Linked DNA regions of Xenopus laevis: region 1 is linked to region 2. The links are chromatin contacts, called in public Hi-C maps. All regions are on one chromosome and are shown on one strand. Each heading gives the region's core, a stretch centred on a gene start, on an enhancer-like site or on the middle of the called end of the contact. The rest is flanking DNA. Distances are from core to core; before and after follow the strand shown. Region 1 has its middle 15 kb from the start of vezf1.L. Region 2 overlaps cuedc1.L (CUE domain containing 1 L homeolog).

The links. A called contact is a pair of places that touch in the nucleus more often than the background predicts.
Region 1: a contact with region 2 is called in a Hi-C map of the XL177 cell line, with 4 times the contacts expected there. The contact joins two enhancer-like sites. A contact is called at or near these places in 2 of 4 Hi-C or Micro-C datasets (the XL177 cell line and the XTC cell line).

The regions. Positions count from the first base shown.
Region 1 is chr2L:63,209,980-63,213,333 of Xenopus_laevis_v10.1, forward strand. No RefSeq gene overlaps it. Among protein-coding and RNA genes, the nearest start is that of vezf1.L, 15 kb to the left of the region's middle. Within about 2 kb of position 1,507, at least 1 of the 7 cell types and tissues checked has an H3K27ac peak or open chromatin away from gene starts, as enhancers often do.
Region 2 is chr2L:63,087,236-63,090,574 of Xenopus_laevis_v10.1, forward strand. All of the region lies in intron 3 of cuedc1.L (CUE domain containing 1 L homeolog), which reads right to left. Among protein-coding and RNA genes, the nearest start is that of cuedc1.L, 60 kb to the right of the region's middle. Within about 2 kb of position 1,651, at least 1 of the 7 cell types and tissues checked has an H3K27ac peak or open chromatin away from gene starts, as enhancers often do.

The DNA of each region.
Region 1 (3,354 bases), core at 257-2,756, 120 kb after region 2:
AGAATCGTAGTCAGGCAGGCTGGGTCGAGGCAGGCAGATAGCAAGGATCGTCAAACAGACAAAGGGTCAAAACCGGGTGATCAAACAAGGGGTTAAACAGAAGAGTTGTCGTAAGCAGGCAAAGGTCAGGATCCAGAAGTCAGAATAGTCAAAATAGGTTCAGAAGATAGCAGACAGAATAGCACAAGGCTCAGGAGCACCAGGAAATACAATCACGGGCAATGATTCCAGAAAACTGTCCCTTTAAATACATTTAAACTTCGTAATCACGCCAGCGCACATGCACCTATAAATTACAGGAGTGCGCACCGTGCGCACACTAAGAAACCGGCACACAGAGGGAAGAGGAGCAGCATGGCGGGTGTTTCCTTGCCGATGGCGCGGCGGGCGTCCCCGCTGCACCACTAGACTACCAGGGCAAGGTATTTTTATTACACATACGCTCTCAAGTGCACACCTTCCATCTCCAACAGAGTACAGAGATCCTTCTCCACAGTAGTGTACTCTAGCGTCCAGCTTTTATCACCAAGTACACAAGGGCGGTTCCTAAGAAGCGGCTTACTACCAAGAGACTGTAAAGACCTAGAGCATGGTCTCTGTGTTAAGAAAAATAGTCATTCAAAGGGAAGACATTCTAACTGAGCCCCTACTTTACAATCTGTTTTTAAAGACTAGGATGTTGGAATCCATCAGCATCCAGTCTGCCTTTGCCAAGCTCAGTTAACCAGAGTTTGGCATCTCCTGGATTTTCAGAAATCAGATTGGATGGAAGCACAGGAAATTATGCAGTGCATGGGATTTCTCACCTCTAGGGTTCCACACAGTCTGCTCCAGGAGATCAAGAACATCATCTCTCCTGACTCTCACACCTTCATTGATGGGGTTTTATGTGATGGAGAGCCACGTTCACCCTGGAACTCCCCACCTCCAGCCATAATAATAGTACCCAAGACCCATCAATCCCCTCAGGCACCTCCTTGCCCCAACAAGCAGCACTCTATCTGGCTCACAGTTGGAGAATTTTACCTTGACACACTTTCATGATGACAAGAAAGCTACTGTACTCTCATATGCTGTACACTTCCCTGCACTCATCTCCTGCTAAGATACCATCTAGAGGTGGGTGCTTAATGGGGGCGAGAGACCTTAGTGGCGAGCACTTTATTCCAGCTTGGTGCTCAGCAGGCCCAGCAATCTGTGGGTTCTGGCAAATGCCAGAGGGGCTGCTATCAGGTGCGATAGAAAGTCACTACTTAGTGGGCTGCTGGGACCTGTTTGTACTTGGAATGCCAGGGCCTATTTTGACTCCCAGTCCAGACCTGGTGCTCAGACCCACTGGAGACTTGAGTTGGAGAGTGATCCATGGTGCATTGAGCACAGGAAAGTACTTAGCTTGTTTTACAGACTCCCCAGCTGCTTGTCCATGTTGTGACAAAGGAGAATCTGTTTCATGCTTATTTTTCGTATGCCAGACTGCCAGACTGGGTCTTTTGAGGAAACTTCACCTGTAGTTCTGGCTTTACTTTCAGGCCTTTCAGTTAATGTTAACTAAATACTGTAAGTTTACACAGTTCCAGAGTAAACTGTTGGGATATGTACAAATCAATAACAAAAGTATGGATAGAAGGCACGTACAAAGCCATGAATAGGAGGAAACATTTTGAAAGAATAGTCTGAATTCCAAACAGCTCCAGAGATGAGTCCTCACTTAATCCAGGAAACAAACAGCAGGCGTGGCACTGCAACAATGAGAAGGCTAACAGGGGAACGTCAAAGAAAATCTTTATTTCAGATAATATGTACATTCAGAAAAAAACGCCCATTAACACCATTGTAACAACAGGTTTTCTCTTTCTGAAAGCTGTGAGCATTGTGACTGGCCAATAAGGGGTTGCTTTTGTATAAGAGCATGTTGTAATAGGTTCTCGTATAGCTGTCACTCTAATATTGTATGGTTTTCTGGTTTTAGTACTTCCTTTTATTATTCTAATTACCATTTATTATTATTATTTCATTATTTGTAATATTTAGATAGGAACATTTGTTGCAATGGAAAGGTAAAAACGTTCTAACTGAAGTATTGGGGGGAAAAAACAACGCTTTTTCAAAGATTGCAGCTGTGTGAAACTGTATCACAAGTCTTTGTTCAAACTGTGCCCTCTAATGGCCAAATTACCATAAGAAATGTCTGGTTTTACTAAGCTATTGCTGTGAACGAGCTGTGAATGAAATATCTTAGGCATGGACGCACGCTTGTTTTACTCAACATAGAAAGTCATAAAAACAACATTTTCTAAAATGGGCTTTGACTAATATTTAAAAAAAATAAAAGTGGAAGCACTGTTTGTTTTTTTAAATTATTAATCTGCTTGCAGTATGTTTGTCATCAGTTGTACTGTGTTTTATGGCAGTAATGTCATACATTTGTATTTTTTTTTATTTTAACGTTTTATATTCTTATCCAGCGCTTATGAATAAACTATTTCTTGGTAACAAATGTCCTATTTTATATGAGGTTTTCATTTTATTGTCCTGTATATCATCCTGTGAAAACCAGAAGCCTTGTATCCTATAGGGCTTGTCTGTTATTTGTTATTTATAGTAGTATATTGTTGTACCATGTTAGCCATAGATCAACAGGAAAATATAGAGGTCCTCTTGACACAACCCTTTATCAATATATTAAGGATGTTGAGACATTTTGTGCCTTAAGCTACTAAAACATGCCCTCCCCTTTAAACAAAACATGGATTGTTTGTCCATATATTGCAATATATTTAAGCTGGCCAACTATGTCAAAATCCTCCCTGGTCTGGCCAGTCCTACACTCAACTTTCAATTCTGTCATGATTTTTATGGTGTAGTTTTTATTTCTAAATTACACTGTTTACGCTTTAAATAATTCACTCTACCATATAAAATTTTATTTCTGAACCAACAAGTATATATTTTTTTAGTTGTAATATTGGTATGTAGGCAGCCATCTAAAGTAATTGTTTTTGATCCCAGAAAGAGCTAGCACTTCATCACTGAACTGCTTTCAGTTAACAGTTATGCTGTTGTTAACTTGTTATTTTGACTTGGATTTTTACTACTGAGTGCTGTTCTTATATTGTTGTTATCTTGTGTCAAGAAACTGTTATATGGTTACCTTCTCATTCTTTTATCGATGGGCTGCTCGGGGGAGGGGGGGTGATATCACTCCAACTTGCAGTGCAGCAGTAAAGAGTGACTGAAATTTATCAGAGCACACAAGTCAAATCACTGAGGGCACCTGGAAAACTAACAACATGTTTAGCCACTGTGTTTCAAATCTAAATATTAAAAAATCTGTTTGCTCTTTTGAAAATGGAT
Region 2 (3,339 bases), core at 401-2,900:
CGCTGCCACAACAATCGGCGTGTGCAAAACATGAATTACATCTTCTTCATATCTAGCATTTATTATTTTATAGACGAACTAGCTTCGGCTTTAGGCACTGAAGACTTAGTGCTGTAATTTTGTGGAGTTTGGTTGATATAGGTTATTAGACCAGTAGCAAACGTAGCACCTTTTATTACATAACCCCACAACAATAAATTAATATAACAGATCCATCTATCTTTACGATTCTTCCCTTTTACAAGCACTGGTAAGTCCTAATTTTTTCAATTTAGGTTTTGATTTTCAGTGCCCCAAATTGATTGGGGATAATTAAATTGAGAAAAGTCAGCAAAGACAGATGACTATGTTGATAAAGGACATGGAAGGTCTCGGTTATGAAGAAAGATTGGCCAAGTTGAGATTGTTTACACTGGAGAAGAGGCACTTAAGGGGATATATGATAACTATGTATAAATATATAAGGGAATCATAGGATAAACTCTGCAATTCTTTATTACCAGTAGGCCATTCCAGCAGACACAATGGCATCCATTCAGGTAAAAGAATAGAGATCTTAATATACAATAAAAGATATATTTAGAGAGACAGTTGTGAAGTTGCAAAATTCTGTCCCTCATGCAGCTGTACTGGCAGAATCATTAGCATTAGCTACATTAGTTTCAGAAAGGGTCTTATCAATGGAGAAAATACATTGTTACTAAGATTAGCTCTCAGTGACTGAACAGTAACTGGTCCAGTTGCCCTCTTGAAGTCAGGAAGGAAATCAAGAAGGTTTCAGATGAAGTGATCTCATTTGGATTAACTAACAGTTAGGCAGGTTTCATTTAGACAAAGGGCTTCAACTTGATGGATGTGTGTCTTTTTTCAATCATGACTTCTAGGTTACTAAGTAAACAATATCATTTGTTAAATAGCTTGCTGAAGGTGTACTGGGGGTGCAACAAAGCACATTTTGGGCACTGTTTCCAAATCATGAAAACCAAAAGAGATGAGCCTGGTTACAAAACTTGACAAAAATGTTTTACTCCCAAAACATTTTCATCGTTCTTTCCACTTCAGAACTGGCAACATCTGTTGTATGTTGGCAAAAAGAGAGAAAAAAACCATTACAATATAATTAGTCATTGAAATTCTATACAGGTACAGTGGCATTATACTATTTTCTTTCTGCTATCAACAGCTATTTTAATATTACTACGACATTACTACCTATTACTGAAATAAGATACATTCATCCTTCTGCAGTGTATAAATAGGGTCCTTTGTTCTTTATTTGTTGCTTTACACTGAATCAGATTCACTGATATATTTAAGGAAGGCTATATAATGCATTAATTACATTTTCTGAACAAACTAACGTGCCTAACTTGTTATTAGAAATCACAAGACACTGCAGTTTTGAACTTAATCTTAAAAGATATCTACCATTTCCTGAAAGCGCAGTACTGGTTTGAGCAAGCTGTGCATTTGACAAGGGCACTTCAATAATATAAAACATTCCCCACAACTGCTTAGTGACTTCAGCCCATTGGAATGTGGAGATTTCATTAGAAAATAAATAGCTGCTGTTCTGCAAAGCCCCAGTGTGTGGCACAGTGTGTATGTGCATTTATGCTGAACATGCTATAGCCAACTAAACACACAAAGCTTGTTTCTAGGCAAACATCAGATCATTTGATGTGCATGACTGAATATTAATTTGCTGCTTGTGTTATAGCATGAAGCACATTTCAGAATATAATTACAAAAAGCCTTAGAAAAAATAATTTCAAAAAGCAGAAAAGGTCATGTCTCAAAACTGACTTGTTTTCATCTACATGAACATGAATAATGTAGATAAATAAAGCGAAGAGCGTAAGAGCGAAGAGCATATTGCCTGCACATAAACCTGCAAACAGCATCAGCTCCTGTGATTACATTTTTGTAATGTTTAATTTTGGACATATGTAACGAGATGTGTATTTTTATCACTGAAAAGATTTATAAATCAAAGGATTTTAGAATTTAGCTGAAACACCCCTTTTGGAACACTAAGGGGGTTACTTATCAAACTTCGAATACAAAAATCACAAAAAACTTTTTTCAGAATTTATTATACCCCGAGGCTGAAAAAAGTCTGAATCCGAAAATCCACTATCTCCAAGCTGTCGGGGTCCTGTAGAAGTCAATGGCAAAGGTCCCCTTTCATTATCATGGTCCGAACTGAGCTTCGGCCAAAAATCTGGGAGTTTTTTTCTAATTTTGGAGGGAAATCAGATTTTTCAGATTTTTTGCCCGAACCAATTGTAGCGAGCTTTCTCTATGATAAACAAGGTCCAATCGGCAATTCAGAGTTGGTTGGACTTTTTTTTTAATAGAAATAATGAGATAAATTAAGACTGTAATAAATAACCCCCTAAATGTGCTCAGATGTTATGCTTACAGATGTATTAAACATTAGGGCCTCATTTACCATTGCCCCAGGCAAAAGCATATGACGACTAAGAGGTGCAAAAAATGTCCCCCTTAGGGCCCATGCTCTTATTTGTTATGGCTGCAATGATCTGCACAATCAAGCACAAAGCAGCCCTGTACAGTGCTGCATTCATGAAAGAAGCGCAGGTCTTTGCTGTCCATTTTCAAGGACAAAACCCTGCACCTATTGGGCATAAATGCAGAATAAGGTGCAAAGTTTTAAAAAACATGACGGTTGCTACCATATTTTACATTTTGTACCATGCCCCTACTACTACTGAATTTCTCTGCTACTGTGCTAGGAGTTGTCAGGGTAGCAAGCAGCATTTATCCCAAATCTCACCCTTGGTTTGGGCTCTGCCGAGGGCCAGCCAAAAGTAGATAATTTACAAAAGTTTACCCAAACAAGTAAACAGGACTTTAGGGGTCAATTACGACAACAAGTGCAGTTTCAACCACTGCACTTTTTTCCAGCAGTAAGTTAAACCCTATTCTTTAAAGGTATTTGCGTCAACATGTGCTCTTTGCACTTCAGTAGAGCTGCACTTGGTGTCACTACTGACTTCCATTCTGAATCGAGAACTTCCGCACCCATTGACGCAGGGAAACCCTAGAGCTACTACTGACCAAGTAGCACTAAATAAACAAAAAAACACATACATACACAAACAAGTATTATTAATATTGGTGTTTTATACAGCTATGGAAAAAATAGGATGATGCAGATTTTATAGACTGCGGCACACTTGGACATTCTCTGTTGCTCTGGAAGGCCAATCTGACCATGTCAGTTTTCTTCATTCTTTTTATTACTTTTGGACAATATTTTTTTAAAGGTAAATTTTATTTTTTTTAACACACATCAATTGCATACATGACAGA